7 separate regions of the Mus musculus genome follow, and regions 1, 2, 4, 5, 6 and 7 are each linked to region 3. A link is a contact called in public Micro-C and promoter capture Hi-C data. All regions are on one chromosome and are shown on one strand. The core of a region is the stretch at or near the end of the contact, and the rest is flanking DNA. Distances in the headings are between cores, read along the strand shown.

Region 1 (4,244 bases), core at 15-2,514, 1.5 Mb before region 3:
TTCAGAACAGCTACTAGCTGTGGGACCCTAGAGAAAGATGGCTTTCTGGGAAGGCTTGTCTGGCCTCAGTGGGAGAGGATGTGCCTTATGATACCAGGGTTGGGCAATGAAGTGGGGGGGGGACACCCTCTCAGAGGTGAAAGGAGGGGTCCTGGGGAAAGGAAGGGGGAGGGGGGAACCAGGATGCAGCATTTGGAATGTAAATACTTTTTTTTTTTTCCGAGACAGGGTTTCTCTGTGTAGCCCTGGCTGTCTTGGAACTCACTCTGTAGACCAGGCTAGCCTTGAACTCAGAAATCCCCAAACCCACACAGCAAGAGGAAACTGACAAAACAAGTTGGTTGTAGAATATCAACCATTTAGCTATGTCTCTTTTGCTTTTTAAATTTCAATTGTATTCCTTTCTTCCTGAACTAGTAGGATTGAGTTAGTATTTATTTACAGTTTTAAAGACAGTTTCTTGGAATAGCAAAGGCTGTATGCATTCTTCACTTTAAGACTGTTGGCTAAAGAACCCAATGGATTTAAATTTATACTTTGTAGAGGTAGAAATGAAAACTGCCTTATTTTTTCCAGCACTTCTATTCATTAGTTGCTTGAGGCTTTCAAGGCATGTAGGACACTTTAGATAACAATGAATGTTCAATTAGAAAAAAAAAAAGCAACTCTGTGTTGTTTGCTAAGTTTTTGTTTTTTGTTTTTTTGAGACAGGGTTTCTCTGTGTAGACGTAGCTGTCCTGGAACTCACTCTGTAGACCAGGCTGGCCTCGAACTCAGAAATCTGCCTCCCTCCAAGTGGGATTAAAGGCATGTGCCACCACTCTCCGGCTGTTTGCTAGTTCTTAAAGAAAAAAAAAAGTTGAATCTCTTTCTACCCCCAGGTCGAGCTTAATCCAGAGGTTTAGGCCGCTGAACTTCCTTCAAGGTCGTTCACAAGGCCCTCACTGAAACTTGGAGCCACTCGGAATTATAAAAAGACCCAGCTTCCCGAGCAGCCACAGAGGGGCGTCGGGGGAACCCGAAAGCACTGGGCGACGGATCTCGCAGGTAGCTAGGGAGCAACCCCGGACCTCTGCGCCCGCACCCGCGGCGCGCCCCCGGCGCTGGGAGGAACCTGGGCGGCGCGCGCTTCCGGTGCGCGCTTCCGGCCAGCCGCGGAGCGCGGGGCGGGGACACCGCAGTCTTCCAATCGCGCACAATGAGACGGCGCTGAGCGCCGGAAGTGGGGCTGAAGGAAAACACGGTGAGGAGCCGGGCCCGGACAGGAAGCGGCGGGGGACCGCAGCGGCGCTGGTGAGTGCTCCGGGGCGCCGTCTCGTCGCGTCCCTCCGGGACTCGCCTCCGGGCTGGGCCCGTGGGTTCCCCCCGCCCCCAGAAGCGTATCTGCCCGGCCCCGAGGTACGTTGGCGCCGTCCTTCTCCGGCCGCCTCGGCCCGGCTGTGCGCCCGGAGCCCTCGGGTTCGAGTCCGCGTCTTCACTTTGTGTCGGGGCTCCGGCCCTGGTCCGGGGAACCCCGGAACCCTGTCAATGGCCGGGCGCTTCCTGCTTCCTATTCCCCACGGCGGCTTCGTGGCCAGTAGCGCGGAACCGCCTCCTCCTTCGCCTGGGGACTCCGCTGGTGGAAACTGAGGCACACAGGGGTGGGGCAGCCGAATGGGGAAGGAAAAGGAGTGTCATCCTGCGGAGGATTGTGGTTGGTGACGAAACTGGACTTGTCTGGGGCTGGGGACTGAGAAGTCGGGTAAGTCAGCTGGCGTTGTCCCTTGGTCGGAAGCCTGGACCCTTAGAGCGGTACCTTAGTGGGAAGTGCTGTCCCTTCGCCCAGCGGTCGCGCCGGGTTGAAAAGCGAAGCTTAGAGTGGGGGCTGATCGAAACTGAAATCTGCTCACATAGTTTCGGCTACTTTGATACCTAAAAGTAATTGCCAACTTTAAAAAAAAGAAATAGATTTGGGAGTTTTGTAACAGTGTTGACTTAGGATGTTTACTTTGAAGAGAGGTGCTTTCGTTACATAGAAGTTACTTCTTTAGTTTCTGAGACTATAGAAGTGTCTTCAGATTTAGTCTTTGTATTAAATAAGGACCAGTTTTTATGAACACTGTAACTTCTGGAATGCATTAATTATTAGGAATGTGGTAACAATTTAATTTTTAAATGGGGGAAGATAAAGGCTTCAGGGCACCCGTGTGTTACTTTGAGTATTTGGTATGATATTATTTTACAATTTTGTTTTGTTCCCCCCTCCCCCAATGCCTTCTTTCAGGTACAAAGTAAGAAAGTTGAAGTCAAAGACCATGGGAGATACAGCAAAACCTTACTTTGTGAAGCGCACTAAAGACCGTGGAATTATTGATGATGATGATTTCAGAAGGGGCCATCCCCAACAAGATTATTTAATAATGGATGATTATGCTAAAGGCCATAGCAGTAAAATGGAAAAGGGCCTTCCAAAAAAGAAGATATCACCCGGGAACTATGGGAACACCCCCAGGAAAGGACTGTATGGGGTTTCCAGCAATCCATATGCATTTAAAAACCCAATTTACAGTCAGCCTGCTTGGATGAATGATAACCACAAAGATCAAAATAAAAAATGGCTATCTGATGAACTCGCTGGTAATGCAGACAGCTGGAGAGAGTTCAAGCCCGGACCTAGGATTCCTGTCATAAGCCGCTCAAGGAAGGAATCCTTTCAGGAAAGTGACGATGCCTACAGGTGGCAGGAGGGGAGAGGCTGCAGAGCTGTGAGAAGGCTGTTTCAGAAAGACCTCAGCAGCCTAGAAGCCATGTCAGAAATGGAAGCAGGAAGTCCTGGTATGCCTCAAGTCTCTAGACTGTGTGTCTGTGCTATTTTCTTCATCCAAATAAGTGTTGTTCTTTTCAGTCATGAGCCCTTTAATGTGAGTGTGTTAGTGTTTGCAGTATAATTGCGCAGCCTCAACATATTTCATGCATTGGACCATCACAAGCTCCAAGGCAGGTGCAGTACTGTCCCCTAAAAACTAAGCAGAAAAGCCAGGCTCATTTTACTTTAGTAAACACCTTATGGGAGAGGAGGAGGGTGGCCACTTAACCTCAGAGATCATACTCTAATTTCCATAGTCGGCATTATTTTTGTGTACATGATTTTAATTTTAAAATAGGTTCAACATGCACATGACAGTATAAAACTGAAAATATTTACTGTTAAGACAGAGTATAGGCTGTGTATATTACAAAGAGGGAGGGAGGCAGGAGGGATGGAGAGAAGTAGTGACAGGGAAAGAGGAAGTTGTGGGGGAAAAAAGAAACCAAGTTTCCGTTTAACCAAACTAACTGGCACAGGACCCCGAGTAGTTGGAATACAAGCTTGACAACAAAATTTGGGAAATAGAAATTTAGAGAATCGTAATGCAGAGAAAAGCAGTGCTGTTCCCTTTCAGAAGAATCAAAATCTGCTGCTGCTTCATGTAGTCAGGGCTAGCCTTAACTAGATTCACTTGCTTGGACCTCCCAGTGCTAAAACTTCATTTCTAATACATTTTTTAATATTGATACAAAGTGATTGTATTTTTCCAAAATGTGCACATAGATGTTGTAATAACAATTATTTGAAAAAAACAGGAAAAAGTTATTTCTATCTAGTCAGTATATTTGCTGAAGTGAAATAAAGTCGTGAGTTGGATGGAAAGCATGAAAACTGTTTATAGTATGAAATTAGACTTGGAAAAATTGCCCCCTTTTGGAGACAGTGTCTCACTGTGTGGTGCCCTGGTGTGGAATTTGCTCTGTAGACCAGACTGGCTTCACAGTGATCCTTAATGCTTTTTCTTCTGAATTAAGGTTTAAAAGGACCCTGTCTCAAAAGAAAATAAATAAAATAAAATGAACCGTAGCTTTACAAATCTTTGAGCTCGGCAGACTAGAAAGGCTGTTGTGTGGGATTCTGGGGTGATGTGGAGCCACATTTTTGTGAGTTGGGCAGCTGCAGTTTGGAGAGGATGCAATTGTCCAGACTTATTTATGCAGTGCTGGATGGGAGAGTGGGACAGAAATCGAAACTGAAATTGGGGATGCATCCTGTCACCCTGGCCATTACCTCAGTCTGCAGGACCTGGCATCCTGACAAGGGAACAGTGTTCATTGGTGGTTTCTGGGCTTTGGATTTCTCTATTACTTCTTAACGTTTTATGCAGACCTTAAGTGTTTCTATTATGGCATTCATGTAGGTGTGGACATTGTTACCTATATTTGTCTTATGGAAA
Region 2 (4,309 bases), core at 1,098-3,597, 1.3 Mb before region 3:
GCTGGGGAGGGAAGAGTGTTCTTACAGAGGGAAGTCTACACCGCTCACAACAGTCTTGCACTTCTCAGCTTCAAGTGATCCTGACTCAAACACCCAAGTAGCTAAGACTACTAATGGCACTACTAGTACATGCCACTAAATCTAGTTATTACCAAACACTGTGGCCCTACTATGTGCCATACACAGCTCTATATTCTACAGTTATACCCACGATCTCTGCCACTATCAAGCTCCTATCAGGGTAAATAAAGCACAAACACCTACAATCCTGGTGATAAACAGGGTGGCTCAATTAAGATGCCCTTTAGCCTATCTGTTTACAGGTTATCTGCTTACAGGTGCCCTTGTGAGCCTTCACCAGGAAAGATACATAAGATGTGCAAAAGCCATACACAGTGGTCTGATACAAAGTAACTCAAGGTGCAGGGAACACAGTTCACAGAGCCAGGCAAGGCACCTTGGTATTCACTGGGATAAGAGTGGGAAGGACAGGGCAATGGGAGGAAACAGCCCAGAACTTAGGAAACCATGCCGGAGAAGCCTGGGAAGTCACCAGAGGATCTTAAAGAGAACAATAGGACACGGTCATTTTTAAATCTCAAATACGCAAAAATTCTTGTGCCCAGTTAAGTGTGTGTACAGGTAGGCACTGCTATCACGGACTGATTATCTAACCTGTTGAAGTTAGGAAACTTTAGGAGAAAACTGTCAAGGAGCCGGAAAGAGCATTTGGTACACAATCATGAGAACCAGAGTTCAAACCCCAGCATAAGCCAGGATTCCTGAAAAGGCCTATAACTCCATCTCCAAGGGATCCAACGCCTTATTCTGCCATCCACATGCACTCAAGTGTGAGCACCCTCACACATATGTACAAATACAGAAAGAAAAATCTCTCTTTAAAAAAATCGCCAACATCCGTATTTAAAGTTTTACCCGATATACATTTGCTTTAGACCAAAAGTAAAAAAGCAAAGAGCAGAGTAATGTATGGTTATCAACACTGAGCCTGACATCATACTCCAGGCTTGTAATCTCAATATCCAAGAGGAGCAGGAAACTCAAGGTCATCTCCACAACAAGAACATTGTCAGCCTGGGCTACAGGACACGTTCTCAAAAACAAAACGACAAATCTGAGTAAAAAAAAAAAAAAAAAAAAAATCACAAGGTTGTCTTTCTTTTTTTTCTTATTCTTTCTTTCTTTCTTTTTTTAAGTCAAAGTTGAGAAAACCTCATGTATCCTGCCCCAGGCTTTGAACCAAAAAGCCCCCAAATTCAAAACTCACCTCGACAAGCATCTTCAAAATCCTGGGTTATGTCCACCCAGCTTGTGCTACTTTTTTCCATTTTTTCCGGGACCCCGAGCTCCCATCCCGAAGCATCGTCGTCTACAGTAGCTTTCATAACCATGATGCCTGCAAAGGGAACATTGGTGTGAGGCTGGGAATATAGCTTTGGCAGGCACAGGAGCTGCAAAACTGCCCCAAGTGTTGGGTGAAAGACTTCCAAAACTCTGCAGGCAGAACGCCTTTGAATTCTGCAAAAACAAACAAACAAAACCCAACCACCTAGCTTTGAGCAACCTGACCTCACATAAACCGGGCTGCTGCTCCCGCACTGATTCGCACTTGCCAGGACTCACAACTTCTTCCAATCCCTCCAGAGATCTTCAAGCATCCCAGCCCAAGACTACAAGTCCGGAGACGCCGGCTGTCAAGCCCGGCCTCCGGGAATCAGAGCCACCCTCAAAGCTCGGCAGCGACCGAGCATCCTTCACCTGGCGGGCTTCGCAAGACCAGGGCCTTGCCTCGCCCTGCAGGCGCCTCCGCAGAGACCCTGGCCCACCGCGGGCCGAGCGCCACTGAGACCGAGATCGAGGCGGAGACCGGTCCACGCGGGGAACCGGCAGCAGGCGGCCCTCGTCGCCCGGGCGACACGGGCACAGCCCGGCCTCCCGGCGCGCGCCCTCGGCTCCGACCCGAGGCGCGGCGAGGAACCGGCCGCCGGTGCCCACTCCCTGAGATCCGCCACGGCGGACTTCGGGGTCGTACCGGCCCCACTTGGGCCACCCCGGATACTTTCCCACGACCACCCGCGTCAAAACGCACCGTCCGCGCCACGGAGATAACGACACCGACAATACCGTCGCCGCCGCCGCCCCCTCCCCTCGCAGCCCCGCCCCGCCGGCCGCGTGCACGCATGCGTACGCCCTGGGCGCGCGCTCCCGGCTCCCGACTTTCGGGACTCCGCGCACCGACCACGCCCCCTCCCTCACCTAGGCCGCCGCATCCGGGTAGGCGCGCATCCTCTCTTCTCGCGGGATTATAGCACATCGCGAGACCGGAAACCATGCACCATTTTCCTCCCCTCCGGCCGAGACCCGGCCGTGGGCGGAACCCAGAGAGAGGCGGAGCCTGGAGTGCTTCCTGGGAAACTCTTTAAGGTGACTCAAGGGTGAAGGGGAGGGGTAGGGCTTCCGGGGAGGGGCCAGCTGCCGGCCGTATTGCTGTTTTGTGGTTGTGCAAACTGACCTTATTTATTATGTCTTGCATTCAGCGCGCAAGCACTTTGTAAAGGAAAGAAAAATAAGACATTTACATCGAGCTTGCTAGCACGTTTCTTCCAAACTCAGATGTTTTAGTTTTATCTTAATAATCCTGACATAAAGTAGATTGGGTGTGGATGTGGGTGGTGTTTGGAAAGGAACCCAGGTCCTTTAATTAATGAAAAAATAAAAATATTTAAAAAGGACACGACTGCTTCTAAGTATGGTGGAGGAGAAGGTTGAGTGTAGGTATGAAGGAGAGCATAGCCAGAGTCAGACATCCAGAAGGGTCCAGAGGGAATGTGACCCTGAGCCGGCTCACGGGAGGAGAGCAGAGAGGAGAGCGGGGAGACCAAGGGGCCAGGGGAAGGGGTAAGAGAAGAACCAGGTAACCAAAATGTCTGCGAAGGCAGCTGGGGGGCAGTGCAGCCCAGCCCCTGTGCTGGAGTAAGGGGGCCGGGTATGCCAGCCATAGCTTCTACCAGGTAGAGACTGGGATTCTAGGAGAACGTTCCGTTCCGCCTATACATGTTAAATAGGTATCTCCGTTAGCATTTGTCCCAGGGTTGAGAGCTAACACTCAGTAAGAGTACACAAGCAATCTGTCATTGGGCTGTATCCTCGGACTTCATGTTGATTGTTTAAATTTTTTAAAAATTGTTTCCCCCATGGAGTGTATTTCCTGAGGACAAGAACTTTGTTTTCGTTTAAATTGCCCTAAAAACGTAAGGCATGTAGTTAGTTCTCCTTAGAAGAGGAGAATGAGTAAAGAAATCGCACAAACTGGTTTAATGACCTTTTGAGACTCCAGAAGAAACCTAGAAAAATGTGAACAGGGTTCATCTGATTTGTTCAATATTGTGTATAAGGGCGTGACAAACACTAATTTGATAAAGATTCATGGAGGGGGCGGCTGTAGAGATGGATCATAGGTTAAGAGTGCTTCCTGTTCTTCCACAGAACTTAAGTTCCATTCCCAGGACCCACTGGAGGTAGCACAGCTACCTGTAAGTGTGGTCCAGAAGTGCACTGGCATACGGGTGCTGTACACTCAAGTAGACACATAAATAGATCTTTTTAAAAAATAAGAGGATATATGGGCTTGAGAGATGACTCAGTGTTTAAGAGCACCAATTGCTCTTCCAGAGGTCCTGAGTTCAATTCCCAGCAACCATATGGTGGCTCACAACCATCTGTAAAGGGGTTTGGTGCCCTCTTCTTGTGTCTCTAAAGACAGTTACAGTGCACCCATAAATATAATAAATCTTTAAAAAAAATAAAATAAAGCCGGGCAGTGGTGGCACACGCCTTTAATCCCAGCACTTGGAAGGCAGAGGCAGGAGGATTTCTGAATTCGAGGCCAGCCTGGTCTACAAAGTGAGTTCCAGGACAGCCAGGGCTATGCAGAGAAACCCTGTCTCGAAAAAAAAAAAACAACAAATAAATAAATAAATAATAATAAAATAAAATGAGAGGACATAAAAGCTCTGTGTGTGTGTGTGTGTGTGTGTGTGTGTGTGTGTGTGTTTCCCTGGCAATTTAACCTAGAGCCTTAGTTCTACACTAAGATAAATTCCTAACTCCCTCGTATATACTTTCTCACCTCTAGATCACTTGATTATTACAATGTAAATGTCTTCTGAATGTTTGCTGTATTATTTAGGGAAGGATCACTCCATTATTCTGTGCATGTTCAAAATATTTTTCTGGATGTTTTTCATTCCTTAGCCAGATCCATGGCTGTGGAGTCTCTGTTTATCCT
Region 3 (4,169 bases), core at 1,034-3,533:
GGAGCATTAACCCGCGGGGGCTGAGAAAAGGAGTCTGTGTTCAGGGGCACGAGTTGTGATAAACGATTAGCTGACCTTGCTCTGGGGACACTTTGTTCTTGATCTATCAATCCACCCACTTACTTCAACATGCCCTGAGTGTGTGAGCAGGGCTAGGACTGTCTCTAGGCAACCCCGAGCCCGAAAGTAAGAGTCTCTAAAGCCCTCCTCAGTGAAAACACGGTTGTTGTGATCGTGGCAGCCAGTCACAACCCACACACGTGGTTTTCCCGCACCCTCCACGGTGTGTGGTTCTGACCCACACTCCCTGGCCCAGCTTTGACGAGACTGAAGTCCCCTGCTGTGGTGCCTTACCCAAGTGTCCCTCTCTTCCTCCCTGCCCACCCTCCCCTCCTCTGTTGACTTTCCTCATCTAGAGCTGAGCTTCCCAAAATCTGATGGGGTCACCTCTTGGAATTTCTTTGAGGTTGCAGATTCTAATGGGCAGGTGTGTGTTAGGCCCGAGATCCACACGTTTCTGACAAACTTGCTGGTGACACACATGTGGTCAACTTTGGGGTAGCAAGACTCTAATGATGATGTATTTCTAGACTGAGTCTGCCCCCTTCTCTTATAGCAATACGCTACTAAGCTGAGGAGTTTCCGATCCTTGTGTGTGTTGTTCATGCACATGCTGGGAGGGGGTGTGGTTATCATTTGTCAGGTGCTATCTTTTTGTGGAGAGTGGGAGGGTAGCTAACAAGACCGAGGGATCCACCTGTTTCTGCCCGCTAATCTTTGGGACCAGAGCTTGATATACCACGCTGGGAGCTTTTACATTTATTCTGGGGCTAGAACTCAAGCTATCGACTGAACTATTCCCCAGCACCCAGTGTACTGTCCAGGTGCAGTTCTTTCAGCTGTTTTAGAACTGCTTCAACTGCTTATGGCCACCTATTTAGCTGCCTTCAACCCCAGTCCTATGAAAACCGGTAAGTAGCTGCATCCTCCTCTTCCAAGTGTTCACGCTCCCTCTTACAAGCAACCGGGTCTCAAGACCTCATTTCTCCCTTCCCAATCAGATGTTCAAATCCTGTAGAATGCACCTCCACATCACTTCTCAATCATTTAAAATTCTTCCTGCCTTCCTTTATCTTGTCTTGCCCCATCCTCTTGGCCCCGACCCCCGGATCAATCTTTCTGTGTAGCCACCGGCCTTGGACTCACTTTCTGATCAGCTTGCCAAGTGTTGGGGGCTCATAGCCGTGTGTCCTCACCGCCCCCCCCGCCCCCCCATAGCTCATCTGTTATTACCGTCTGCCTGGTCTACACAGGACTGCCAGTTTTCAATCTCTAACATCTGCAGGAGTTACAAAGCAAAAAAAGCCTTCATTTCTTCCTTCAAACTTCTAAATCCTAAAACATCAAATATTGCCTTAAACATCAATCCTTACTCTTGGAACTCAGCCATCCCTCACCACCGCCGCCCCCCTCCCTCATTTTTCAGTCGTCTCTGCCACTTGTCAACACCTCCAATCTCATTGTGGAACGCAGCGTCCAATGGCCTCCATCCAAGGCCCCGAGGTCTCCCCGCAAAACCCCACCTCTTCCCAGGCCAAATCCAAAAGCCTCCTCCCTCGCGCTGCCCCAAAGATGCTCGCAGTCCTCGGATCCCGAGTAACATTCTCTTTTTCCACCGGGCCCTAGGGTGATCTGGCGTCTTCTGCGATTCTTTGCTTCGCTCCCCACTGTGTCCCCCACGTCTACACCCGCGGCGGTGACTCGCGCGGGACATCGCCGGGCAGCCCGCACGGCTGGGCGGTAGCGGACGGGTTTGCCGGTAAGCCGCTTAACTTTGCAAAACTAAAGCGGCCCCGGAGGTGCTCCCGCGGGAACCCAAGGCCGTCCGGCTGTTTGCATCTCGTGCAGCACCGCCCTCCCTCGCCGACTGGAGGTCCGCCTCCGCCCCCGGGCCTCCCCACAGCCTGGCGATCCCGCCGCGCGCCGCCCGCGGCGGCCTAAGCCTCCTCCCGGAAGGCCTCCCACCTTCCCGGCTCCGCGACCCCGAGGACCGCGGAGCCGCCGCCTACGCGAGCCGTTTGGACCCTGCGCGGCCCCCGTAGCGCGGCTCCTCCAGCAGGTGGTTCTGGTCCTCCGCAGTCCGTCCCCCGCGGACCTCTCCTCGGCGTCAGCGTCCGCCGCGCTGCGACCCTCGGCAAAGAAGTCCCGCGCGCCGGCCGGCCACGGCGGGCGCCAGGCTTGCGGGTCCGCCCCGCCCCGCCCCGCCCCGCCCTCCGCGCGCCGCCGCCCTCCGCGGGCCCGTTACTGCGGACGCCCCGCGGCCCGCGCCCAACGCCCGGGGGTAGCGCGGGAGCGGCGGGGAGACGGGAGCGGCCGCACCGCGGCGAGGGAGGCCCGGTGAGTCTACGGAGCCTCGCAGCTCGTGGCTGAGGGGACGCGGCCGAGTGCGGCCTGAGGCGGGGAGCGGAGCGGAGCGGAGCCGAGCGGGGCTGAGCCGAGCGGGGCCGGGCGGCGGGAGGGCCGCGGAGGCTGCGGGGGAGTGCGGGCCGCAGGCCTGGTCCGCCGCGGCCGGCCGCGGGAGTGACAGCAGGTGCGGCCGCCCGTTCGGGGCTCCCCGGGGCGCCCACCCGACGCCGGTGTCGCTTGCAGGCTTGGACACCGCGTCTCGGCAGCGGCTGGGGCTCGCCCAGCCCGCCGCGCTCTTTCTCCGGGTACTTCGCGAACAAGTTTTGGAGCACCCGGAACTGCTCGTGCGTGAGATTTGGCTTCGGTTCCCGAAGGAGGAGAGAGGGGCTGCTCGCCGCTCGCCTTCCCTCCCTCCCTCCCAGCAGCCCGAGGTAGATGCGCAGGCTCTCGCACAAGCCCCTGCTGTCGGGGCTTCCAGCAGCTATGCGCGGCGGCGGCGGTGGCAGCGGTAGGGTGCCAGCCTCGGGGTGTCTGTAAACGCGGAGCAGTCGGGGCAAAAGTTTATCCCATTGTCTGCCCCGCTCCCTCCACTGGCGACATTTCTCAAGGGATGTCGGTGGAGAGTTCTAGCGAGAGGCAGAGGCGCTGGAAAAACACAAGCATTGTTCTTCAGCCTCGTCTGTTTATGTGAAGGCGCTTGCGCCCGCCTGTCACGGGAATGAAGTTAAGCTGTAGCTCCAGAAATACTGGAGAAACTGCCGAAAGATGGTAATGCTGTATTGAGAATCTTCCTAGAAAGCCTGGGGTTTCCCTACACTAGCTTATGCCACTAAAATCGGTTAGTCTAAGCCTCTTTAATGTGATTTTTCACTAAAGATCGAAATACACCTGTTTAATATTAACCCTAGGGGCTTCTAGCAATCACTCTAGAGCGAGAACCTACACGTGGATCAGAGGGACGTTGTGTGCAAGTGAAAATCACCTTTGCACTTCATGACTGAATTCCTTAGTACATGTCTGCAGTTTGCTTTTTGTTTTTGTTTCTAAGAGTTCACAACCCACAGAAGTTGAGAGCTTCGGATTAGAAAAGGAAGGCTGCACCTAACCAGTGTGTGTGTTGCGGGGGGGGGGGGGGTGGGGGGGGGTGGTGGAGCTCCGGGTATGCCTTTAAGTTTATGTCATTTTCGATAAGTGTGTTGGAAGCAAAAGTTTCAGGACCGTTGGTCCTCGATCCCTGTAACCTTAAGTTCTAAGAAGTCAAAATGACAGTCAAGCAGCCAAGAAGATGAGGGAGACCAGGCCATTCCTTTTCCTCTCATTTTGTAATTCGTAGGGACAGTGCTTGGCATCAAACCCAGGGCCTCTTGGAGTCGCAAGTCCTCAGTCTGTTGTGTTTGATCTGTTAGAGTCCACCAAGGCCTCTCTAGCTGCACGAACTGGTGTACACCTGTATTCCCAAGACTCAGGAGCCTGGGACAGGAGGATTGAGAGTTTGGTTCCAGTGCAGGCTACATGGTGAGAGAGCTGCCCTCTCAAAGCATATGGCCATATTAACTGATGACATTGACATTGCATAGTTCCGTTTTGGATCAAGCTAGGTGGTTGATAGTGTTGATCGACACAGTCACTACTGTTCATTTTTTAAAGGGCTGAAATTATGTACTTAAGTTCCCCCAGGCTCAATTCTTTCCCGACACTGATGTCATAGAAGAAGGTGCTCATGATGGCAGTGGCCCTTCATAGAGACCAAGGCCTCAAGAAAA
Region 4 (3,949 bases), core at 1,263-3,762, 1.4 Mb before region 3:
CTGGTGCATCTGAAGACAGCTACAGTGTACTTATGTATAATAATAAATAAGTCTTTAAAAAAAAGAGTGTGGATATGAAGATAATTGAAATCCAAGCAGTTTATTTTGCTGATTTGCAGTTGGAAGTCAGCCTTGAGTGGCAGGCCCACTGATTGAGTGCAGAACTACCTTACAAACTAACAAGCAAGGCACCCTGCTCTGTGAATAATAATAAAGGCACAATCTTACAGATCATCCTGGTTTCCTATCCTGTGTCTTTTACTCAACAAACCCCACAGGGATTCATCTCTACCCTTCCACCCCATTTTATTTTATTTTATTTAAGATTTACTCATTTATTTATTTTATGTATATGAGTACACTGTCGCTGTCTTCAGACACAACCAGAACAGGCATCAGATCCCATTACAGATGGTTGTGAGCCACCATGTGGTTGCTGGGAATTGAACTCAGGACCTCTGGAAGAGCAGTTAGTGCTCTCTTAACCACCGAGCTATCTCAACAGTCCCTTTCACCCCATTTTAAACCTTTCAGAGGGGCTGGAGAGCTAGCTCAGTGGTTAAGAGCACTGACTGCCCTTCCAAAGGTCCTGAGTTCAATTCCCAGCAACCACATGGTGGCTCACAACATTCGTAATGAGATCTGATGCCCTCTTCTGGTGCTGTCTGAAGACAGCTACAGTGTACTTAGATCTTTTCAAAATAAATAAACCTTTCAGAGGTATGGCATTGCAAGCTTAGCAGGGATCTATTTTCTGTTCAATTGTCTCTGGACTTAAGCTGCCTCAAGGCAGCTTTGAAAATGAAGCACCAGACTCCTTCTTGTAACTTCTAGCCAGTGGGAAAGTTGCTGGAGGCACCCAGGACAATTTGTGCACTATTGGACGAGGTCTTGCCTGAAATACTGATGGCATGGCACACAGAGTCCCCAGCCTACCCCGAGGTGACAATCCTCCTTCGGCAGCCTTCATTGTGCCTTCTAGCAGTACAAAAACCACTTGGGGGACTTCCATTCGATTTCTCCATGTCCCGTAACCATACTGTGCAGTGCTCTATAACAGGGTCTTAAAGTTTGGTTCTGGCATGCAGTCAACAGCACTGATATTTATCCATATGGTTTCGTGGCCAAGAACCCCTCAGGAGAACACTCTGGGAAGCTGATTCTGGATTAATAACCTCAAGGTTTCAGGCACTTCCTCCACCGGTGCAGGTCTGGGTGTTTTCTAATTATAAACCACTGGGTAGGAGTGTCCTTAACAACTTCCCTCTGCTCTGAGAGTCCTGTCTAGAAAAGCTTGTCTTAGTCACCGATCTTTTTTTTTTTTTTTTTTTTTTTTTCTCGAGGCAGGGTTTCTCTGTATAGCCCTGGCTGTCTTGGAACTCACTCTGTAGACCAGACTGGCCTCGAACTCAGAAATCTGCCTGTCTCTGCCTCCCAAGTGCTGGGATTAAAGGCGTGTGCCACCATGCCCCACTGTCACCGATCTTTTGTTGTGAGGAGATACCATGACCAAGGCAACTTATAGAAGAAAGGATGTAATTGGGGGCTCATTAGTTTCAGAGAGTCAGTTCATGACCATCATGGTGGGGACCGTGTCAGTAGGCAGGCATTTGTTGGAGCTGTAGATCTTACATCTTATCCACAACCACAAGCCAGAAGGCTGGGGAGACTAGACCTGGCTTGGCTTGGGTTTGTGAAACCTCAAAGCCCGCTCCCAGTGACACACACACACACACACACACACACACACACACACACACACCTACCCCAACAAGGCCACGCCTCCTAGTCCTTCTTAAGCAGTTCATTAACCAGGAAGCAGACGTTCAAATGTATCAGGTAATGGGGTGGGGGTGGGGCATTCTAAGCCAAACAACCACAAGTTGTCTCTTGGGAAAACAAAATAGAGAACATTTTCCATCTCAGCGTTGGGATTACATGCATGATTCCAGTCACTGCTCAAGTGTTTATTGTTTATTCAAGAAATGCTCAGGGTAGAACAGGTTTCCTTACCTAGAGAGGAAAATTGGGACGCCTTGAAAGAGAGATTCTTCTACAACCCTAGCCATGCATTAAGAAAGGGAGACTTAGAAGGGCCTGAGCAAGTGGGGGCCGGAGTGAGAAAGAAAAAAAGGGGGGGGGGGCGGGGAGGCTTAAAACGTGTGATTGACACCAGTGTTCAGGGTCAGAATTTAGGACCGTGCATGGCAATAACCAATGATTGGTAAATATCGTCAGAGTTAAGAATTCGGAGGCAGAGGTCGGAAAGGCTCCGTGAGTTCGAGACCAGCCTGTTCCATACAGCGAGCTCCAGACCTGCCTGGGTTTTATAGAGAGAGCTGTCCGGAAAGACAAAATCCTGCTTCTCCGCAAGTAACCTCAGGGGTCACCATTGGCAGTGTGGCGGACAGGGAAGACTGCGGGGCGGAGAGCTGGAGGAGGAGGGCGGCGCCGAGGGGCCGGGGCCAGGGCTGCGGCTCCGCCGGAAGTGCCCGCCCGCCCGCTCGCCTGAGACGTCCTCGGCAGAGACCGCGCGGACGAGCGGACGGAGCGCCTCGCTGCCCCGCAGGTGAGCTCTCCCGTGGGATGCAGCGCGGCCACCGCCCGCGCCTCTGCTCCCGCTCCTCGCTTCTCTTCTCGGCCGCCGCCTCCTCCCCTCGCCTCCCCCGCTTCTCCGTCCCTCCCTTCCTCGTCATCTCTCTTTCCCTCTCCTCCGACTGTCTTCCCTCTCGTCCTCTCCTCCCTTTCTTTTCTCCTCCTCCTGCCCTCGTCCCGCCCCGGCAGACCCTGCAAAGTGGCCCCTGAGTCCCCCGGGTGCAGGGTCGGTCGCCAGCCACCGGCAGCTGCAGCCGGCTTTCTAGGATGCTTCTTGCCTGGGTGGAACACCCTAACAACTTTTGCTCTGTTCTGGGAGCAGTCGCTGGGATTTTGATACTCTTTTCTGCACTGTATTTAAAACCGTTAGAGGTTACTTTAAGAATGTAAAACAAGATCGGGAAACAGTCCCAGTTTTGAGGAGTTCTTCCTAGCAATTTACGAATAGTGAGGTCGGGAAAGTCTGTGTGTGGGCTAGCCGTTTTCCGCTATCATCTCAACGTGTGCTAATAACTTTTTTTCTGTTTTGACTTTCAAGACTTGAGGCTTTCTTTGTCTGGTTAGGGGGTCTCAGGGCCTTACATTTTTTTTTTCACATACCTAGGAACATTCGTTCTTCAGGAGCGGGAGTGGAGTGACGTGCACACCAGTTTGCTGAGCCGCTTAGCGCAGTGCAATGGCTGAGCGTGTATGAATGGCCATCTCTTGGGTCGCTTGGACAGTTAGTTGTATTTCCGAAGGTGAGGGCTGGAGGCCTGGGAAGCCACAAGCCTTGTCACTGGGCGTCCCAGCTATCGTTAGTCATCTTAGAGAAGCATTCAACCAAGTCCCAGCTACTGGCAAGAGTCCTTTTCCTTTGCAAAGAGAAAACCGTAGTCAGTGTGAAGACTCGTCAGGCACACGCTCCTGAAAGTGTTACTGGACAGTAAATGGAATTCTTAGGAAATGTTAAGAAAATATGTTGGGGTTTTAGGCACCAGTTCTGTCTCTTAAGGAACAATTATTACATTCTGCACATTTTTTTTGCACATTTGTACAATTTTACACATTGAAATGAATGAGTTTTGTACAATATAAAATGAAAGAAATGTTGTTTGCATGGGATCCTGGGGTGGGAGTGGGGGCAGGTGGAGGGTTGGGGTATGATACACTGTGACTTTTTTTTTTTTGGCTGTTAAACCTTGAAATCCATCTGCTTTTTAATTACTGGTGACAAGCCTAGTTACTGGTGGGGGTTGGGAAGGATTCGCATTTGTTTGCTTTCAGGGTTAGGGCACAAAGAGCAGTGAGCTCTTTGTGTTTCCCCGCCACTTCCAGCAGGGAGGGCCTGCCAGTGTCCTGTGAAAGAACCCGA
Region 5 (4,114 bases), core at 556-3,055, 1.3 Mb before region 3:
TTAAGCGATCTAGACTGACCTACATCTGATGACTCTTTTTTACAAGTTATTTTTGTGGCAGTTGGTATTGAACTGGGGCCCCAGTGCAAAGCATGTATCCGGTCACTGAGTCATGCTTCCCTCTAGTCATTAGTTTATTGCCACACAATGAGTGAGGTTTCAAAATCATTTGAATTCCACTACTGTTCAGGTAGGTTGGAAGCAGGCCTCTGGGGAGAAGGGAAGTGGAGGCGTACAAGATTGAGCTGAGCCTTCAAAGGAGTGGCTCTGGGAGAGAAGGTGTCTAACAGCATGGCGATGGAGGGAGATCTTGGAGGACCCTTGCTCCTGCACAGTGCTCTGGCTGAGGGTTTGGAGACAGCTGGAGCAGTGTGGTGCTCAGAGAAGTAGCCAGCTAATTCCCGAGTGCTCAAACCCTTGTGCTTCCATGCTTTTAAGTTATGGTCCTTGAGGCTGGGAACTCCCATGGGTCTGATAAGAGCTGGAGCCCAATCCTTCTCCAGGTGAGAAGGTTCTCACACTTGCTAAAGGTGCCATTCATCTGCAAGTTGTGTGTTTGCAATAACTTCAAAGCCAATGACGCTGTGGGTTACCCGGCTGTATGGGCCAATCTTCTGAGCCTTTGTTCTGACCATTAACCATACTTTGCTAAAGAGGAATTCAATTTATATGTATTTCTAGATTGCAAGTTGATTTAGAAACACGTTCTTTGAATAATGTCTCATGAATTTTGAACTACTAAATGTTCTTAGACAATCGTTTTCATTTTGGGGAGTTTGTGGTGGAGAGTGGTTTAAAGGTATTTTAAATACTTGAATCTATCATTATGTGCACATGTGTTATAGGTATGGGGAAAACCAACATTTATAAAATGGCAGTCTTTTGTTCCTCTCAGTAAAGACATCTGCCAAGAGCAAGTAGCATGAAGCACTGTTTCACACCTTGAATACGTTTTTTGAATTACCTCCACAAACCTGCTTGAACGAAACATAAGAACAAAATAAAAACCCCACAGGGCTCAGTTTAGTCCCCTATCATGCTGTGATAATTTTACATCCCTTACCAACCACCATAAACAGGGAGCATGGTCGATGCTCCTTAAAAAGGCAAATGATGTCTTTATTAACAATGTATCTCAGAGTATTTAAACACAGTCAAAACACAAGCATGCTCCCTACTTCTCCCCCACTGTTTTTTGCCTTTAGCTTCTGCACCAAGGTTTTCCATAACATCGTTTTGAAATGAATGGGCATGACATTTTGTTCGCAGTACCATCAGATAATCTCATTTACCTGGATAAATGGGCCATGCGCCACAGCCTTCACAGCCTGTTCTGGGTCAACTTGGGGTCAGGAAGGACTAGCCTCACTGTTTCCCAAGGTTTGATGGGATTTGGGAGCTACGCCCCCGGTTGGGAAGGAAAAAAGAAGGCGATTTGATGAACGTGTCGATCTGCTAGCGGGCTAACACGTTTACACTGGCCCACGACCCACAGGAACCCAAAGGTAAGGGCGCGCACCGCCGGTTGCCCACGCCAGAGTGGAGTCCTTTCCCTACTCCGCCCCACCCTGCCCCGCCCGCCCCGCCCCGCCCCTCCTCGCCCCGCCCCGCCTCTTGGTACCCACCCGACCTTGCGCACGCGCAGCTTGTCTTCCCTCCAGGCGTGCCGCCCCCGCCGGCGGGCACGCGCCCCGCGGGCCCCCCCCCCCCCCGACGTCCCGCCCTTCCCTGGAAGCGCCCTTCCCCCACGCGCACGCGCCCTACCGGGCGCACGCGAGCCGGCCCTCGGAGCCGTGAGTTGGGCGGGGCGCCGCGCTGACGTTGCCCGGGATGCGGGCATGTTCCGCGGCCGTCTTCGCCGCCTCCGCCTCTCCTGCCACCCGGGTTTGTATGAAAACGGCGGGCCGCGGGCGGCGGACGGCGGGAGAAGGGCGGCGGGCGGCGAGGAACCGCCGTGCGCCCCGGGAGTCCCGGGCGCGGAGGCCGAGCGCAGCGCCCAAGCCGAGCCGGTGAGCGTCCCCGCCGCCCGCGCGTCCCGCTCGCCGGCTCCCGGCGGCTCCTCGGTTCACTTGGCGGAGGCGAAGCGCGCTGCCAGGCGGCGAGGCGGGCAGTCGAGCGAGCCGGGGCGGTCGTCGCCCCGTGCACTCTCCTCCGCGCTCCGCTGCCCGCCACTCCCTGGCCTCCGCCCTGCCGCGCCCCGGGACCCTTTGATTGGCTGCTCCCTGACAGTTTAGCGCCGTGGACGGCAGTTTCAACACCTCCCCGGGTGGTCGGGGTGGACGTTGACTGTGTATGCTGGTCCGTGGATGATGCAGGTCTCGCACGGCGTGTGAGGTAACGACGGCGATCCCGCTGGCATGGCAGGCTGTCTGTGGCAAGCCCTCTCCAGGTGTTCGGAATGGTAACGGTGCCCATCAGGTACCCGGCAGTTCGCAGTCCACAGAGTCGAGTGGCTCTCCCGAGCGCTCGCTCTTCCTTGGCCAGCTTCTGACTTATTCTCACAGTTCTCCTTGCTTCCCTGAGAGAGGAAGTTATTTTTGTAATTGTGTTTTGGAAATGTTTCTGGTTTCGTTGGCTGCAGAAGAAATGATTTATTTAAGGCACTTTGAACGGTACGGATTTTAAAACAGGCCAGATGTCAAAACCAAAGTCCTGGAGATCTGTAATCAGATCCCTCTAATGGGCCGCACTTTGGCGATGCCTTAGTCCACCCGAGTTTCTCCTGGTTTGCTTGGTTTCTCGTTCTCCCGAGTCACATTCTACAATGGAGTTACACTGTCATTTTGAATGACCATAGAGTTTTGCCTTGAATTGATGGATCAGTGTTTAAAATTGTAATCTCTGTTGGACTCTGAAACAGACCCCTTATGTGTTTGACCAACATGACATAAATGTCAAATATATTAACGTAATTTAACCTTCTGTGGTATTTTTAGTTTCTTAAGATTTATACGCATATGCATATGTATATATACATATGTGTGTGTGCCTGTGTGTGCATGTGTGTGTGCACCATGTGTGTACCTGAGGAGGTCAGAAGAATGTGTCAGATTCACTGGAATTGGAGTTACATATGGTTGTGAGCCACCATGTGGATGCTTGGAATCAGACCCACCCAGGTTCTCCGAAAGAACGGCCCTTAATCATTGAGCCATCTCTCCAGCCCAGTGGTAGCAATTTTTAAATAAAGGTTTTCCAATTGATTTGGCTCAAGGGTTACCCCTTATTTCTTTTACATGTGTGTATAGATCAGAGCACTTTTGAGTTTTGGTTCTCTTTTCGACCTTGTGGTGCAGGTGATGGAAGGAGAGTGGTCATGGCCATGAGCCGGTGCTTGCAGAACCATCTTGCTCTCTCCCTTGAAGCATCCTCTTTAGAAAAGTCTGGCGGCAGTGCCGTGTAATGATTAACCCTGCATTAGTTAGAGGTAAAAGCTGCAAGGGCGTGAACTATTTTAATTTGTATGGCATCCTAAAGTTTGGATTTTGCCTTTTTAGCTTCCTCCTCAGTAGTCATCTTCAGAGTCTGCTCTTCTTGCTTGATGCCCTCAGCTCTGAGTTCAGATAGGAGGAAACGGTGACTGGTGATCCTCTGCACATCCCTTAGGATCGTAACTTGAGCAGCGGATATCGGTGCACATGCCGGAGAGGGTTGAGGGTGGGTGCTGTGTGTTAGACCTCATGTCACTGCAGGTCACAGTGCCTGGCTGTAGTGTCGCAGTGGCTGAGGAGTTGGGGCTCGGCCAGAGTGGCTGAGTTTGTGTCCTGGCTTGCTGCAGGCAAGCTGTTTATTCTCTGGATGCAGTTCTGTCCTTGCCCAAAATGGAGATGATGGTGCTTGTGCACTTAGGGTGATCTCATGAAGTTAACACGAGTGTGGCGCTTGTCCACAGAGCATGGCTCACGGGAAGTGCTCAGTAGGCATAACTGTTGCTGCTACTGATCGCCCTCGGTGTAAGTGGCTGAAGGGAGACTTCAGACTGAGCAGTGTTAGCACAGATCAGTCCCTAGGACCCACTTCCTTGTTTGAGGCTGAGAGAGTGTAGCCTCACTGCCCTTTGATGGAAACGTACATGTTTTAAATAGAACAGGTACGCCCTGAGCTGTGTTCCCTT
Region 6 (3,893 bases), core at 1,176-3,675, 1.5 Mb before region 3:
TGACAGAACTGTTGTGCTCATAAAAATGAAGTCATAAAAATAAGTAGTCCTTTTTTGCTGGTTTAAAAAAGAAAAATTAAAGGAGAAAAGGACAGAATAAAAGTGCTTTTTACTTTTTATGATACACAGAAATTAGGGTGGAGAGCTTTTACAAACCTCTGAAGATCAAAGAGGCTGCTGTCTCTGCCAATCACAAGTTTGATTGGCAACCTTCTGGTCTGACTGGAGCCCTCTCTAAACTGTTAATGAACTTCACAAGCCTTTCTGAAATAGTACAGAGTCAGAACTATGCCGGTTTATTTATCATTTTGAAATAAAATCGAACTTTGAACGTGTAATTTTATCCACATTATTTTCTTATGAGTCATTAGAAAAGTCAACCAAAGCGCTGACAGTACACATCTCCTTAATAGGGTGCCCATGCTGTTCCCCTTTGATAGCTGTGCACCGGGTCTGGGGTGTGCAAGCAGGAGACTGGGGGGCAGAGAGAGAGCTTGCTAAGGACACTGGCACAACGAGGGAGACTCACGAGAGGCATATATGTGTGAACTAGACTGGTCATAGTCTAGTTATGAAAGAGTCATGTCAAAATGGAAATCATTAAGAAATTGGAAATCATGGTAAAAAAATAAAAATGGTGACCATCAAACTCATGGGTTGTGCAACCGGGGCCTCCCTGCTACGTGACGGCTCAGCTGCTGGCCTGCTTCCTTTCCTCCTGCTCAGCTGCTGGCCTGCTTCCTTTCCTCCTGCCTCTGGCTGTGAAGTGACAGCGCTGCTTTCTGGCTGGAACAGTGCCACGCCTACTGAAAAAGCGCTTAGTGTTGTTTATCCCTCTGCCCCTAGAACGGAGAAGAAATACGCAGCCAGGCCAATCTTTATACCTGGTAGTTATTTTCTACTTGGATGTTTTGTCGGTTGTTGAGGGAGAGGAGTGTACTTACCCCTAAAATTAAACAGAATTGTCATGTTTTCTTCTAGCCTTAAAAAGGTTTCCTACATTTTGATTCTTAAAAAAAATTCTGCCCAGCAGCCTGGTGTTTTTGATGGCTTATACTGATACCATTAGACAAGTGAGGCACGCTTCTCAGCGGATAAGATAGCAGGCTCGCAGCCATGGCCAAGTCAAAGCTTCCTCTGCAAGCGATCGCAGGGCCAGGGCCGATGCCCTGTTCTGTTCTAAAACAGCGGAAACTCAGAATCCAGTTTTTACAGCAGGAGTTCTGAACACCCGATCTTCACCTTCTAACAGTCTCTTGCTCACTGTGAACTGCTTTGGCAAGCTTCCTGGTAAAAGATGTAAAAGATGTGTTTTCAGTGTACAGAGAAACCCTGTCTCGAAAAACCAAAAAAAAAAAAAAAAATCAGTCTGTTTTTCTTTTGCTTCAAAGGTGGCTTCTATCTTAAGGAGAGGATATCTTCCCAAGTGGAACAAAATCCTTGCAAGAGAGAGATCAATGACCGAGTGGGGTTCACAGTTTTCAGACACTAAAAATAGAGTTGAAAACATGGTGTGCCCACTCTTTGTAAAGCTATGAAGAAAGGGTCAGAACATTTTCTTAGCTCCTGGGCAGGTCTAGGCAGAATGTACAATGTCTGTCTTACTCTGTCAGTGTTCCAGCATGGCAAAGTCCCCATTTCGGACGGGGAAACTGCCCCTTCTAGTCAGACCAGTGAGATCGCACTGGAAAAGAAAACACTTGTTCTTTCCGTCTAGACCTGAGGCCGAATCCATTTCCCTCCCTCGGCCTTCCTGGAACCATAAGGGGGCGATCAGGGGTAGCAAACCCCTCAGTACTCCCCACGCCCACCCAGTTCCCGCACGGGGCCAGCTGCTGCTCCGAGATAAAGGAGCTCCCGTTCTTACGTCATCACGGGCCGCGAAGGAAGCCGAGGCGTGGTGACAGGCGCACAGCTAATCAAATGGGACCGGCTAGCAGGAAAGGCTAGCCAAATGTGCACGGGGCCCGGGATCGGGACTCAAGAACCGATGCTAACGTAGCGCCCAGGGCGCTCGCTCTCAGAGGCTCGGATAGAGCCACCATGCCCGTGCTTCCATGCGAGGCTGGTAGCTACGTACGTGCTCAGTTTTCTTGACACAAACTGCTACACAAGAGTGACATTTCAATAACTGGAAACCTGTCGTATGGTGTCTACCCGCTTGCTTTACTATCGAAGCAGCTCCAGAGTCACAGAGCCGTGTCCCCACTTCCGGGGGGTCTGTCGTTAGTGTACGCCATACGGAAGGAGCCATCCCACTTCCGCTAGCGCAGTGACCGCGAAGCCCGCAAGGTCACAGGTCACCTCCCTTGCCTCGTCAGTGATGACGGCCAATCGGCCCGGCCCGTCACTCACCCGGACTGTCCAATGGTGGAGCGGGACGGGCGACGGGAGGCGGGGCCTGTGGCGCCTGCGCAGGAGCTTGTGGCGTCAAAGTGCCCGCCGTGTCCATGGAGAGAAGTTGAGTCCCCACGCTCCAGCCGGAGGCTGCGGGTGCCGCGACGTGGACATGTCGGCGTCGTTGGTCCGCGCCACCGTGCGGGCTGTGAGCAAGAGAAAACTGCAGCCCACGCGGGCGGCCCTCACACTGGTGAGTCACCTCGGCGTCCGCAGGGAGGTGGTGGCGGCGGCGGCCCGGGGTGCAGAGCGAGCCTGGACGCGGACTAGGGTCTCCCGGCGGGCCGCGCGCGGAGCTCGATGGGGCGGACGGGCTGTGTGCGCTGCCACCGGGCGGCCGGGGCGGAGGACGGCAGTTTGCCGCCGAGGTCACGGCGTTCCCGGAGAAAGGTCACACAGGGAACGCCGCGGCTCCGCATAACCTCCCAGGAGGCGTCAGCCCCAGAGGATCGGGACAGCGTGAGACCGGGATTCATTCGGTCCAGACGCCACCGCGGAATCCGCTCCACCCAGAGTCCTAAGAGGGGCTCTTGCCAATAGTTAGTTGAAGCAAAATAGAAGGGAGTCGTGAACAAGTGAGATAATCTGTTTATAGGATAGGTCATTGTTTGGCCCTTCAGTTTGCCCCAGTAATCACACTGCATTCTGTGTTGCTTTTCCCTCCGGGACCAGCTAGTTTTCGTCACCGCAGGTATGTCATGGATTCTAGGATTGTGCAAACTATGCTCATCTTACTGAGAATAGAGTAGAATCCTCCTACAAGTAATAAATTCCAGAAAAGTCGAGCACAGGATAGGTGGTGGTTGTTATTGTCGTTGTTTGCTTGCTTAGTTTTGTTTTGTTTTTTTTTTTAATCACCATTTGGCCTATTGCATGTTACTTGGGAAATTTCGACCCGCCCCTTCTCACACCCCCCCTCTGCCCCCGTTTCTACCTCATAAGCATACATTATCATGATCCGCTGTTTTTCATGAGAAGAAATAATTGAGTTGCCTGGCTCGCACCCTCCGTAGGCCATTCCTTCCAGGAGTAACATCTCATTTGCACAGTCCTGGCCTGTGTCGTGCTTTGTAATCTTCTGTTTCGTTATGTATAGTAGATCTCAATTCACACCCTCTGCCGCGCTGCCTAGCTCAGCTGTAGAGTCTGTGGTGTTAGGCTTGGTCCTAGAATCACCTTTCCCTGATTTTCATAGGCACAGCTGTTGGCAGGCGTCGTGGTTCGTACTTGTTTTTCAAGTGTCTGGTAAACATTTTGAACCCCAGCACATAGCAAATGCAAAAGCAACGAGGTGACCAACGGCCTAAAGTGTGAGAGAGAGATAACTAGCAAACAAGAGTAATATGAGTTAGGTATTGCTTGGCCGGTACATCAGCCTGACAGCAGGGAGTCTGACATTCTGCAACATCTACTAGAAGTCAGCCATGGCCAGGAAAGGTGTGACATAAAACATAAACACTAGCTATCTGTTAGCTGATGCCAGTCGTGGACAGAAT
Region 7 (3,995 bases), core at 324-2,823, 1.6 Mb after region 3:
TTGTTACTACTGCTACTAACCTCATCTGGATCATAAGCTCTGATAGAGCAGTTGAGTGTGAAACCGTCCTGCTCCATGGAGGAACTGTTTCCATACAACAGGCATTATGGGCTGGCATCTAGCAGAAACCCTCAACTACTACTCTAAGCGTTTCTAAACCTACTGGGTTTTCAACTTTAACGGTAACTCCCATACACTAAGAAAATCCAAGCACTCTTTGTTTAAAAAAGAAACACACAGCCAGAGTTGGTGATGGCTCACCCCTGTAATCCCAGCACTTGGAAGCTGAGGCAGGAGGATTGGCCAGAGTTCAAGGTCTGCCTAGCAAAACCCTGTCAGAAAGAAAAGAAATCACATGTACCCTTTCGCTTAGCCTCTGTCAAAGCAACCAACAAATTCCATTGATCGCCCAGTGTCCGTTGCTAGGTAGGCATACACTTGATAGTGCTAGGCAACAGGCATGATGTGATCAACTCCACCAGACTTCAAAACTTTTTCCACAGAAAGATAAACAAGATATACTTAGCACCACACCCATCTAAACGCAGCAGCAGCCAGAAATACCCACCCCCCACCCCCCTCCAGCTGCTCAGGAAACACTGTCTTTTACGATCAAGATAAAGATCTAGCCTACAGTGTTCGGCCGTTCCTGCCTTCCAGGTTGGCCGGGACTCCTTTCGCCGGGGCCATCACAAACCGGACACACACACACACACACACACACACACACACAGAGACACGCTTCGGATCGCTGGCACACCTCCAAATACCTCGACCATCCCCGCCAGCTCCTTCTGCAACCGAAAAGTCCGGGCCACTGAGCATGCTCTGACCCTAAGACGGCCGCCACCGGGGAAGTTCCCAGAGCTTAGGGTTCCCGGCTCGGCGCAGCCAGAAGCGCAGAGGAGAAAGGGCAGGGGGAGGGGATGGAGTCTGAACTTGGGCACGCATGCCCAAGGGAACCACCGGGACCGGGGCAGAGACAAAAGCTGCTTCGCTTCCTCACACAAAGTTTAGCGCAGCGAGGGAGCCTCTGCGACGTCCGGAGAGTGACGGGCGGGCGAGCGGGCGGGCGGGCGGGCGGGCGGGCGCAGGGGCGGGTCGCCGCCAGCCGGCTGGCCGGAGTGTAATTCCCACCGATAAGCGCGGATCCTTATCTCCCAGACACAAAGCGGCGGGGCGCGCGCTCGGCCTAGGCCGCCTGCGCGGCTCCGCGCGCGGGCCCGGGCGTCGGTGGCGCGCCGAGGTGGCAGCGGCCTCGTCCGCGCCGGCCTCGTCGGCCGCGCGGGGCCTCCTTAGCACCGGGGCCTCCCGCGCTGCGCGGAGCCCCGTCCCGTGCCGTCAGGTCCCGCGTGGGGAGCCTCTAGGCCTCCAGCCTCACGCGGGCCGCTGCCGCCGGCGCTTGTCCCTCCGCCGGGCCCCGAGCGCCCGCCCTGGGGCCCCTCACTCACCTCCCCGCCGCCCAGGCGCGCTCTCCTCACGCCGTCGCCGCGCTGTGCACGCGCCGCAACTTTATTAGCAGCTCGGCCCCGGGACAAGCGCTCGGCGCCCGCTCGCCGGGGACCCGGATGATGAGGGGGAGGGGGGGCGGCGGCGGAGGGCCGCGGCGGCCGGCGCATGCGCGTCGGGAGTGGCCGAGGCCTGGCTTCTGCTGTCCGCAGCGAGCCTGGAAGTGGCACTTGGGTTAGCCAAGCTCACCCGCCTTATAGCGAAACGGTCGTCCTCGCTCTGGAGAGCTGGAGACCTTTCTAGCCAATCTAAAGCGTTAAAAAGTATCTTCAGCTACAACTTCGCCGTTTTCATTGATTTGTAATAGAAACCCTAAGAGACAGAGACCTCTGGCTGAGCATCAGATACCACACAGCTTACTAGATGTAGCCTTAATATTGCTCCCAAAGGGGGAAAATCCTCTGCAGGTGGAGATAGTGCTGAACCCGGAGCTGAGGACGAGTGGCCATTTCTCAGGACACAGTCCCAGCTGTTCACGGGACACCGCCCCACATCTGGAAGCCGGGAGCGCCTTGAGCTCTCAGGCTTCAGCAAGTGGAGGCTTAGAGGTGCTCGAGCTGTCTTACAGGGTAGCTCTGTACTAATCCGGCTGTCTGGCTTCTCTTCCCCTCCAAACGGTCAGCTTGGACAGCAAGGGAAAGCTTTTTAAAATAGTTTCGTGTTTATTTTTAAAGGTCTTTAAAACTGATCCCCCCCCCCCCCACACACACACACCGGTTTTCTTTTTGAGTAAATTGGAACTATTTTTAACCTTTCCCAGTCAATCCCATCCTCCAATATCAATTCTGTAGATCCCTAATTCTGACAGTTTCTCCTCACTTTTATTACCACCTCCTCCGCCTGAACCAGGGTCACCTCACTTGACACACAAATGCGGCGGTTTCCATGTTTCTCCAGACTCCAACGGCTTGTTTCTATTTGGAAGAGATTAAATAAATGCCGTGAGGAGGCGTTTATGGAAGCAGCCATGTCAAAGGGTGATAGGTGAGAATCCGGCCAGAGCTGGGGAACTAGAGAGAGAGCACCAAGGGAAGGCAGCAGCTGTGACTGCAGCCAACCATCCGCAGGAAGAAATGTGGCAGTGTCCGCCCATTATTGGCAGATCTTCTGGCTTTTCGAAGAAAGTTGGAAATGCATCTTTTTCTATACTAAAAGGAAATCACACATTTATCTGATCAGCTGCCTCTTTGTCTCTTTCCTGGGCTCCCTGACCTGCCCTCCCCTTCTCTTTTTTAGACATTGAGAAGACTCACCCTGGTACAAGCCAAACAAAACAAGCCCATGGTCCCAATATAGCCTACAGGCCATCAGTGTGCAATCTCAGGTCTCCATCTTAAACTTCTTTACTACATCATAAACTCTGCGCAGGAGGACTCTGTATGCGCCAACACTGCCTGGCTTACTGATTCCTGGCTGTTAAGTCTTTGCTGTTACCGGCCCTTGGAAGGCATGGCTTCTGGAGCCTGGCATGGATTTACAACTCCCAGACGTACCTATAACCCTACTGAAAGAATGCCCTTTTTTCGGAACTGATGTTTGCAGCCGACTTTGCTTAATATTGTGTGTATCAGCGCCGTTCCTCACTTCAAGAAACTATTAAAAATCATTTCACAAATTGTGTGCATATTTGTAAGAACACTTCGTGAGTACTGGGGTCCTGTCCCGAACCGTGGGTATAATCCTAAAAGCAAGTATTTCACTTCCTCAACTGTGTATCTGCACACTGGGCAAATTAACTTGAGACTCCAGGCTCTCGGGTGGCTTTGTACATTCAGGCCAGGCCCTCAGTTACAAGAGATAATAACACAGAAAGGAAGCATGGGGGCTTTAGCAGCCAGTAGGACTCTTCCAGAGAATTGAGAAGTAACCTAAACTTCACAGGATGTAGAACTCAGAGGGCCCAGTATACAGTTGTCAAAGATTACTGTCAGGCTTGCCAGAGGCATAAAGAAGTCTTGCTTAGGGTAATCAACTGAATCTAAGAACAAATGTGGCACAGTGTGATCTGACCAGATGATACATGATGCATGCAGTGGGAATCAAGATCTGTAAATATATATCATAAGTAATATAAATAATATAAATATATAACTATATAGAGAAATATGATAAATAATATAGATATAAAGTATATATATCTATATATACACATACATAATTTCAAGATTTCTGGATCATTAAGCCCTGCAGTTGTCAGCCAGGAAACACAGTCCCCTGCCTTGCAATTTGAAGACTTTCTCTGTTGTCCCAGGCAGCATGGCCATGGGAACCTAGCAGGTAGATGCCAGAGATGATATAAACACCCCAATCAGTGGTTCTCAACCTTCCTAATGTTGTGACTCTTTAATATAGTTCCTCATGTGTGGTGACCCCCCAACCATAAAGTTATTTTTCTCGCTACTGTATAACTGGAATTTCGCTATTGCTATGAATGTCTGTGTTTTCTGCTGGTCTTAGGCATCCCCTGTGAAAAGGTTGTTTAACCC

What was found. Promoter capture Hi-C pulls out the DNA fragments that hold promoters and counts their contacts. Hi-C and Micro-C count contacts between places; a contact is called where the count stands out from the background. Capture Hi-C pulls out chosen DNA fragments and counts their contacts.
Region 1: a promoter capture Hi-C map of liver shows a contact between it and region 3, with 3 times the contacts expected there. The contact joins the promoter of Tut7 here to the promoter of Gkap1 in region 3. A contact is called at or near these places in 4 of 39 promoter capture datasets (the 3T3-L1 cell line, the C10 cell line, liver and 1 more) and 1 of 9 other capture datasets (liver).
Region 2: a promoter capture Hi-C map of liver shows a contact between it and region 3. The contact joins the promoter of A230056J06Rik here to the promoter of Gkap1 in region 3. A contact is called at or near these places in 3 of 39 promoter capture datasets (the 3T3-L1 cell line, embryonic stem cells and liver), 1 of 115 datasets of contacts at active chromatin or transcription factors (astrocytes) and 2 of 9 other capture datasets (adipose tissue and liver).
Region 4: a contact with region 3 is called in a promoter capture Hi-C map of second pharyngeal arch cranial neural crest. The contact joins the promoter of Golm1 here to the promoter of Gkap1 in region 3. A contact is called at or near these places in 4 of 39 promoter capture datasets (the C10 cell line, hippocampal neurons, liver and 1 more).
Region 5: a contact with region 3 is called in a Micro-C map of embryonic stem cells, with 3 times the contacts expected there. The contact joins the promoter of Agtpbp1 here to the promoter of Gkap1 in region 3. A contact is called at or near these places in 5 of 39 promoter capture datasets (the C10 cell line, cranial neural crest, hippocampal neurons and 2 more), 1 of 484 Hi-C or Micro-C datasets (embryonic stem cells), 3 of 115 datasets of contacts at active chromatin or transcription factors (astrocytes, embryonic midbrain and pancreatic cancer cells) and 2 of 9 other capture datasets (adipose tissue and pancreatic islet).
Region 6: a promoter capture Hi-C map of pre-B cells shows a contact between it and region 3, with 2.0 times the contacts expected there. The contact joins the promoter of Isca1 here to the promoter of Gkap1 in region 3. A contact is called at or near these places in 7 of 39 promoter capture datasets (the C10 cell line, cranial neural crest, frontonasal cranial neural crest and 3 more).
Region 7: a Micro-C map of embryonic stem cells shows a contact between it and region 3, with 6 times the contacts expected there. The contact joins the promoter of Smad5 here to the promoter of Gkap1 in region 3. A contact is called at or near these places in 1 of 39 promoter capture datasets (pre-B cells), 1 of 484 Hi-C or Micro-C datasets (embryonic stem cells) and 1 of 115 datasets of contacts at active chromatin or transcription factors (pancreatic cancer cells).

The regions. Positions count from the first base shown.
Region 1 is chr13:59,820,130-59,824,373 of GRCm38.p6, reverse strand. It overlaps Tut7 (terminal uridylyl transferase 7), which reads left to right and starts at 1,264. Exons shown (of 27, transcript NM_001373962.1): 1 at 1,264-1,741; 2 at 2,264-2,814. The coding sequence starts at 2,295.
Region 2 is chr13:59,583,261-59,587,569 of GRCm38.p6, reverse strand. A230056J06Rik (RIKEN cDNA A230056J06 gene) reads left to right here and starts at 2,347. Exons shown (of 2, transcript NR_045633.1): 1 at 2,347-2,445. It overlaps Naa35 (N(alpha)-acetyltransferase 35, NatC auxiliary subunit), which reads right to left and starts at 2,237. Exons shown (of 23, transcript NM_030153.2): 1 at 2,111-2,237; 2 at 1,289-1,417. The coding sequence starts at 1,412.
Region 3 is chr13:58,272,302-58,276,470 of GRCm38.p6, reverse strand. Gkap1 (G kinase anchoring protein 1) reads left to right here and starts at 2,283. Exons shown (of 12, transcript NM_019832.4): 1 at 2,283-2,397. Gm26555 (a long non-coding RNA gene) reads right to left here and starts at 1,620. Exons shown (of 8, transcript XR_873524.3): 1 at 1-1,620.
Region 4 is chr13:59,674,347-59,678,295 of GRCm38.p6, reverse strand. Golm1 (golgi membrane protein 1) reads left to right here and starts at 2,512. Exons shown (of 10, transcript NM_001035122.2): 1 at 2,512-2,569.
Region 5 is chr13:59,554,993-59,559,106 of GRCm38.p6, reverse strand. Agtpbp1 (ATP/GTP binding protein 1) reads left to right here and starts at 1,805. Exons shown (of 26, transcript NM_001377097.1): 1 at 1,805-2,009.
Region 6 is chr13:59,768,321-59,772,213 of GRCm38.p6, reverse strand. Isca1 (iron-sulfur cluster assembly 1) reads left to right here and starts at 2,425. Exons shown (of 4, transcript NM_026921.4): 1 at 2,425-2,590. The coding sequence starts at 2,510. It overlaps Etohd2 (ethanol decreased 2), which reads right to left and starts at 2,248. Exons shown (of 2, transcript NR_015349.3): 1 at 1,868-2,248; 2 at 1-1,287. It overlaps Tut7 (terminal uridylyl transferase 7), which reads left to right. Exons shown (of 27, transcript NM_001373962.1): 27 at 1-338.
Region 7 is chr13:56,700,588-56,704,582 of GRCm38.p6, reverse strand. It overlaps Smad5 (SMAD family member 5), which reads right to left and starts at 1,573. Exons shown (of 7, transcript NM_008541.3): 1 at 1,452-1,573.